Regions from separate parts of the Mus musculus genome. Here region 1 is linked to region 2. A link is a contact called in public Hi-C data. All regions are on one chromosome and are shown on one strand. The core of a region is the stretch at or near the end of the contact, and the rest is flanking DNA. Distances in the headings are between cores, read along the strand shown.

Region 1 (4,121 bases), core at 815-3,314, 120 kb after region 2:
TACAGCAAAACATTTAAACAATGCTCATCAACAAAACAGCTAATGCTCCCAACATCAGACCTGAAATGCTTAGCTCTATCACATCATAGTTTTAAAAAATTATTTATTTAACATATATATGTGTCTGAGTGTATGAGTATTACACCTTGTGTGTAAAATGCCAGTAGAAGTCAGAAGAGGGCATCCGATCCCCTAAAACTGGAGTTAAAGGTGTTTAGAGGTCACCATGTGGATACTTTGAGCTGAACCCCATCTCCGGCCAAGTCTCTTAGCCACTGAGCTCTCTGCCCAGCCTCCACCGTACCACACATTAAGCCATTAATGCATTAGCCAATATATACAGACTGAGTTGGATGGAAGGAGGTTGCTTTGCGGCTATGTATATAAATAGGAGGGCATATATTCACTCAGCATGGTGGCACATTCCTTTCATCTCAAGCACATGGGCTGTAGATGTAGGGAGAGTTCAAGACTGGCCTGTGCTGCAAAAGAAGATCAGATTAAAGAAGAGGGGTGTGTGAAAATGGACAAAACTCAAAGCTTACCTACGGCATTGCAACTGACGACTCTGTCCAATGGCTTAAATGGTGTCCTTTTTTTCTTCTTCTCTTTTCTTTTTCTCTCTAGTCATTTTATCTGACTTTAGCAGTCTTTCTCTACTCTCCAAGGTAAATAATGACAGACTGCCCCAGTTAAAAAAATACATAAGCAATAATTAGTACTGGTAAATATCTGAATCTAGATTCCCCTCTCAGCCCCGTCTGATCCAAGCCTCATCAGGGTTCCTTGGGATGGAGGCCTTGGACTCGTGATGTTCCAGGAGACAGTTCTCTCTCTCGGTCTCTCCACCATTATTCTGATTTTTTTGTTTTGTTTTGTTTTTAAATCAGACCGAAGAGAAATTACCCAAGGTTGATTTCAAGGTTGTTTTTTTGTAGGCATAATTAGGGTTATTATTTTGAGCCAATCAGGCACAGACCCTCTTTGGATAATAATCTAATGCTTCTTAAAACCATCCAGAGACCCTGGCTCTTAGAGACAAGGATGGAGCACAGATGAACTGAAAGGGGCAGATCTTTGGCCTCAATCAGGTGCTTATTGTGAAAGAGGAAAACAACTGGAATGGGAAAACACTCAAAAAGTTTTCATGCACTGCTTCAACAAATGCACAAAGCCTAATGGGGGTATGGGCTAGAAGTTTACAGGGATGGAAATGCATGAACCACCACAAGAACCCTGAGTTTATCATAGCACTGAGAGGCAAGGCCTGCCCAGCCACGATTTCCTTGACAATAAAAACATGACTAAGATGTGACCTGTGTTACCCATGTTATGCCCTGATTCCTCAGGAAGCCCAGGCGAGCTCAGGAAGTGCAGAGTCCGCTGCAAGTGGGCATGAAAGACTTTTTACTGAAAATGAGTCAGACTTGGATCTCAAACCCCCTACAGCGATCCTGATCCCTAGCTCCGGTGTTTTAGCACTTATATACAGAGCAGTTAGAAATTCATTAAATGCTTAGGGTGAAGGAGAGGGAAGGCGGGTCAGGTAAGTCATAGCTCAGACATGATACCATTTGGTGGGGCGGAATCCCGAGGCTGGGAGGGGGATTAAAGATTGTCTTTTGTGGGGCTATCAGGAACTAGTTTTATGGCTGGCCATAACTGTCTGTGACCTCTGATTACCTCTTTTCTGCGATTTAAGCGTGGGACCCTAATCTTTCTTCAAGGATATGCACCAGCTGCACCTGGTTATCTAGAAAAGTGCTAGTCTTGGTGCCACTGAAGCTGAGGAGTTTTTGTCATTTGTCTTACTCCTTGAGTCCTCCGGGACCAGCCAGGGAGGTGGAAAGAATCCCGGCATTTGCTGCAAGGCAGGAGGGGGAAGGGTGGGGGAAAAGCAGAGCTTCTGAGGGAAAATGCAAAGGCAAGCACAGGAGCAAGCCTCAACATGCTTGCCAGGGAAGAGCCTAAGGGGGAAGGGGACTTCTGCAGGACAGCGCAGAAACAAGCCGCCTGTGCGCCTCACCCAGACTATAACTGCTTCAGAAGTTCAACCCTTCCGTATCCTCGGCTCAACCCATCTCACGTCTCGCTGTCCCTTCTCCTAGGCTAGGCACGTGCCCTACGGTCCTGTCTAGTGTCTCAGCCACTACCACACTAGCATCTCAGAATCCTCTGTTCATTTGTCTTTCCTGTCTCAAAGCTCCTACCAGGGTTGGGCAAGAGCCATTGTCTGCTTTCTCAGCTTGCTCTCCAGGGTCCTGGAGTAGAGTAGTAGTCCTGACTTGACTTTGCAGGAGTTAAGGTAACAGCTCACCGTAGCTCTTCCATTTTTCCTGCTTTTCTGGAGCCTCTGATCTCAGTGGAGCCTTACTGACCAGTCTCTGAGTAAATCACCGGCACTGCTGCCCATTTTCCTCAATTACTGAAGGAAGCGGGACATCCGGCTTCACTTCCGCTTCTCTGCTCGTCTGAAACCTTCTGATTCCCACTCCTCCTTCCCTCCGGTGATCCCTTCACACTTAACCTATTCTATGGATTTCCGTATCACAAACACCGCAAGACTGATTGGGTTAAAACGCCATTATTACCTCAGGGCTCCTCACAGTCTGGATTATATAATAGTTTAGGCACAGGAAGTGCTGATTTTGACTCTCCAATGAGACTGCAACTAAGAAACAACCGTGCTCACCAGGAGGCCTAACAGGGCTGGAGAACCCTTGTCCACAGCTGAATATCCTTACAATACGCTAGCGGGTGTCCCCAGAGCAAGAACACTGAGAAGGCAAACAAGAAAGAAGCCTAGCGCTCTTAAAATCCTCTCAGAGATGGTTGCCCTCACTACTGCTGCCAATAAATTGTTTTATTCTCTAGAACTGACTACACCCATACTATAGGAGTACAATTAATTTACATCTCTTAAAAAAAAGAGCTGTACATTTTTGTGGACATACTTTAAAATGATCAAATGTCTCAGATCACTTTTTCAAGGCTTTCTGCTTTCAGGACTGTTTCTCAAAATGTGATCTATTCCCTTCACTTAACACTCAGCTTCTGAGAGCCCTAACCGAACACTACTGCTGTTGAGAACAGTCAGTGGTACAGTGCTCACTGCGCCACACACAGCCTAGCCACAGGCAGTCATCTCCCCTTCACCTCAGCCAGCAGAACTTAGTTCTGCAAGCATGGCTTCAGCTTTCCTGCCGCTGAGTCTTCCCCTCACCAGACCACAACCTTCTCACGTCTTATTTCCCAAGCTCTGTTGAAACCCAGAGCTCCTTGGTTTTCCCTCTTCTCTCTCGCATCCCAGAGCATACATACAACTGTCAGCTTCACCGTTGCAGTCTGTTTTTCAATGTGGCTCCTGACATACATCTCTGTACTCCTTTCCACATCCCAACAGACTAAGTCCTTAATCTTTTTTGACTCGATAAATTTACCTAAATGATTAAAATTTAATTTTGCTTTCATCAAAAGGCAAATTAAAGTCCCTGTTATCGCCAATTCTATTAAATTAATACATTGAGCTAAGGGAAATTGCAGAATGGTTTCTGCTTTAGAAGAATACAGATTTCTTTTCTATTATTTGAACAATTTTAATGGAATGATTAAAATTAAATCATGGTTATTCACCAAAAGGGTTTGCTTCTGAGATGTGTGTGCATATAAGTACTCTTGCAATCCCCTGTCAACATGAAATTTCCATGGAAACAGATCTCACACACTGGGGAAGAAAGGAATTGGATTGTGTTTGAACTGTATTTTTGTCATCTCCATGGAGCTACTAGTGCTAAATATCTGAGTTCAGAGAAACTGTAATTTAATACCACCTAAGTAAAGACATAGACCCTAAGGTTTTTTAAAATGGCAGAATATGCTTCTAATTTATCATTTTATTAACATGTAGAGATAGTATAAAAGGACCCTTTAATATTTCTTGGCTCACACTCTAATTTCAGCAAGTACAATGCCTCTTGTCTCTTTGCCAGTGCAGAAAAAGAAATCAGAAGCTTAGCATGGAAAGGGACAACATTGCTATATTTAGCTATAGGTGAAATAATTTGTTCTGTATGTCCATCAACATGTTTGTTTGCTTGTTTTTTAATTTTGGTTAATTCTTT
Region 2 (3,950 bases), core at 726-3,225:
CAGCCAGGGTTACACAGAGAAACCCTGTCTCAAAAAAAAAAAAAAAAAAAAAAAAAAAAAAAACCCACAACAAAAAAACAAACAAAAAAAGCGTGGTGGTGGGGAATATTAGCATTCTGTCTAAACTCCACCCCCACAGTTACCTGGCAACAACCAGGTAGGCCTGACCCACTATAAAAGGGGCTGCTTGCCCCTCCTCCCTCTCTTGTTCCTTTCTTGCTCTCTGGGGCTCTTGCTCCCTAGTTCTTCCCTTCCCATCCTCTCTTCCCCCCTCTTTCTCCATGTGCTCACTGCTGGCCTCTACTTCTCTACTGTCTCTCTCTCTCTCTCTGCTTTTCTCTGCCTCTACTACCCTCTTAACTCCCCTTCCCATGTCCTGAATAAACTCTATTCTATACTACATTATACCGCTGTGTGTCTGGTCCCTCAGGGGTAAGGGATGCCTTGGCATGGACCCACTGAGATATCCCCTCCCCCCATACCTCACTACACGCCCACAGAACATATTCTCTCTCTTTATCTTTTTATAAACACATCAGGAAACAAAGCATAAAATGTTGGAACACGTTCCCCCTATTGGTAAGCCAATTTTGATGCCTTACCACTGACAGTAGTAAGTCATTCTTGCTCAAAGCAAGAAATTTCACTTGGGATTCTAAAATCAATTTGTTCTCACTGATTGTGCCTTTTGCTATAGTAAGATTGAGGCTTATAGATCCTTGTTAAACTTTGAAAAATTGCAATCAACCCTTGAAGACAAAAAAAAAAACAAAAAAACAAAAAAACAAAACAAAACAAAAAATAACACCCCAAAACAAAAACAAAAACAACCAAACCCTGTGGGGCAGGGTCTGGGACGTAAGAAGCACAGCTGCAGCCCACAATGCTAAACTTGGCTGAGGCTCCCAGGAGGCAGTGGTCCCTCTTCCTGTTTGCTTTGGGCTGGCTCCTTTGTCCTCTTCTAACAAAATTCATACGTAGATTTATCACAGATGAGGAAAATATTTAGCTAACAAACAAGCATTTGTGCTATTAATTTAAAGGTTGTACAAAGAATGTTGACTTTTATCTCAAAGTCAAATCCCTGAAGTCTGTTCCATACACACCCTGATGTAGAAAACACCCACTGAGGCCCTGACAGAGTAGCAGCCTTGTCAGGGACCCTGCGTGTGATGGTCTACCTTGATTGACAACTGCACTGGAAACAAAACTCTGGGCATGACTGTGGGGCACTTTCTAGGTTCCATTCATTGAGGTGGGAGGATCCACCCTAAGTGTGGCCAGCACCATGGTGAGCAGGAGGAGCAGGCTACTGTAAAAAGTGAGCTGACAATGTGTGCTGGCAAGTTTTATATCAGCTTTACACAGCTGAAAAAAAAAATGTCCCCAAAGACTGGCCTGTGGACAGGTTCGGTAGGACATTTTTTTACTTAGTGATTAATGGGGAGGGCAGAGCCCATTGTGAGTGGAGCCACTCCTGGGCTTCTGGCAAAAGCAGGCTGAGGAAGCCTTGGGGAGCAAGCCAGGCAGCAGCAGTGCCCTGGGACTTTTGTTTAGGTTCTTGCTGCCTTGACTTCCCAACCCGATTTCCTTCAGAATATGAGAAATGAAATAAACCTTTGCTCCCCAAGTTGCTTTCGGTCATGGTGCTTTATCACAGCACCAGAAACCTAAGACAGTGAGTGTTCACTGCTTTCTGCTTCCTGACCGTGGGTGCAACGTGCCCCGCTGCCTCCACCACTCTTTCCTTGCACTGACAAGCTGTGAGTCAAACCTTCCCACCCTCAAGTTCCTTCTTTCCGGTACTCTGTCACAGAGCAGGACGGTCACCAATACATTGAGGAACTCAAGGCTAATTAAAGTAAATTTGACTTTGACAAACTACTCTGATATTGAAACAGTTCTTTTCTCCACTGATACACTGATACAATACCAAGTAACGCTCTCAAAAAGCTGAATTTTGGAGAAATAGTATGATTTGTAACAACATGGCACTTGAGGATCAGCTCTTCCCACTGGGCTCCTTGTTCCCTGTGCATCACTCCCTGCAGAAGTCCTGAGTGATTGAATGTGTGCTCTTGACACCAGCAAGACCACACATCAAGGACCCTAGCCTCAGACTCAAATGGCAAACCCCATCCTGCCCCAGCTCAGGAAAATGCTAAAGCCTTCCTGAAGGGTCTGAGTACGGAAATTGAAGGTGTCTGCAGGAAATGCCCACCAATAGCTCCCCAGACCCTATATTTATGGCCCAAAGACTTTTCTCCTAAAGAGACTGCTCCTACCAAGATTAGCTAAGCCTGTCTCCTGATCCAGATGTATTCTATAAACCTGCCTCCTTGTTTATCTATGTAAACCCACCTCCCTTTCTAACTCTACATAACAAAACACTGAGCTTCTGGGATACAGTTTCCCAACAGAGAGCTCAGTCCACCTACTACCAGCTTGTCTGTATGTTTGTCTTTTATTTCTTTGCCCCTGTCAAGTCAGATCTATCCCTGTACAGGCTGCACTAGCACCCTTAGTGTATCCAGATGACATACTGATGACAGAAAAGAGGCGTGTCACACTGGAACCAGCTGCTTGCAGCTCAGTCTGACTTTCCACCTTTTCTTTCAGAACAAATTGGAAGCCACCTGCAACTAATATAGATACTCAAAACAAGTGTCTCTTTATGATCAGAATATTTTAAAGCTTTCAAGGGGAGAACACTTTCCCCCAAGACAGGGTTTCTTTGTGTAGTTCTGTCCTGGAACTCACACTGTAGACCAGGCTGACCTCGAACTCAGAAATCCACCTGCCTCTGCCTCCCAGGAGCTGGGATTGAAGGTGTGCGCCACCACTGCCAGGCAGAACACTTTTTAAATGGTGTGGTGTTTGAATAGGAACAGCCCCCAAAGACTCAAAGTGTTTGAATGCTTGGCCCACAGGGAGTGTCACTACCAGGAGGTGTGGCCTTGTAGGACTACTGGCCTTGTTAGAGGAAGTTTGTCACTGTGGGGGGGTCTGTGATGCTCAAGCTTCAGCCAGTGCAGCACCCAGGCTCCTTCTGCTGCCTGTAGATCAAGATGTGGAACTCTTAGCTCCTTCTCCAGCACCATGTCTGTCTGCACACTGCTAAGATTAGCCATCTTCTGGCTAAGCATGCTCATTATTCATTCCTTACTTCCCCAAAGAAATTACTATCCGTGCAGTCAACACTCTTAACTCCATGGTTCCTCTGACAGTTTTCTTTTCACCGTGACTAACATCCACTTAGATCCAATCTGCTTTCCCAATCCAACTGAAATAGCCACTTTGTCCACAGGCACTGCACTTAAGCACATGGAATAGAAAGAAGAATTAAGACACACAATCTGCCTTTCAAGATCATAGTCAGTCAGATCTGTTACTGAGGCGCACAGGCTGCTTGCTTCTGAGAGGAGAGTGCCTTGCAGCAAACTCAGGGGTTCTTTCTACCTCCCTGGCTGGTCTGAGAGGACTCAAGGAGTCTCATAAGACAAATGACAAAAACTCCTCAGCTTCGGTGGCACCAAGACCAGCACTCTCCTGGATAACCAGGTGTAGCTGGTGCATATCCTTGAAGAAAGGAGATTAGGGTCCCACGTTTAAGTCATAGAAAAAAAAATCAGAGGTCACAGACAGTTATGGCCGGCCATAAAACTAGTTCCTGATAGCCCCACAAAGGACAGTCTTTAATCCCCCTCCCAGCCTCGGGATTCTGCCCCACCAAATGGTATCATGTCTGAGCTATGACTTACCTGACCCATCTTCCCTCCCCTTCACCCTAAGCATTCAAGGAACTTCTAACTGCCCTGTATATAAGTGCTAAAACACTGGAGCTGGGGGTCACAGACTCCGAACCTATGCTGTAGGGGGTTTGTGATCCGAGTCAGGACTCATTTTCAGTAAAAAGTCTTTCATGCCCACTTGCAGCGGACTCTGCACTT

The links. Hi-C and Micro-C count contacts between places; a contact is called where the count stands out from the background.
Region 1: a Hi-C map of trophoblast stem cells shows a contact between it and region 2, with 39 times the contacts expected there. The contact joins two enhancer-like sites. A contact is called at or near these places in 8 of 484 Hi-C or Micro-C datasets (the 4T1 cell line, ECoMG myeloid progenitors, differentiating spermatogonia and 5 more).

What each region holds. Positions count from the first base shown.
Region 1 is chr11:23,046,132-23,050,252 of GRCm38.p6, forward strand. No RefSeq gene overlaps it. Among named protein-coding and RNA genes, the nearest start is that of Gm12059, 17 kb to the right of the region's middle. Within about 2 kb of position 2,065, at least 37 of the 459 cell types and tissues checked have an H3K27ac peak or open chromatin away from gene starts, as enhancers often do.
Region 2 is chr11:22,927,251-22,931,200 of GRCm38.p6, forward strand. The region is part of intron 2 of Commd1 (COMM domain containing 1); the gene reads right to left. Among named protein-coding and RNA genes, the nearest start is that of Zrsr1, 43 kb to the right of the region's middle. Within about 2 kb of position 1,976, at least 61 of the 459 cell types and tissues checked have an H3K27ac peak or open chromatin away from gene starts, as enhancers often do.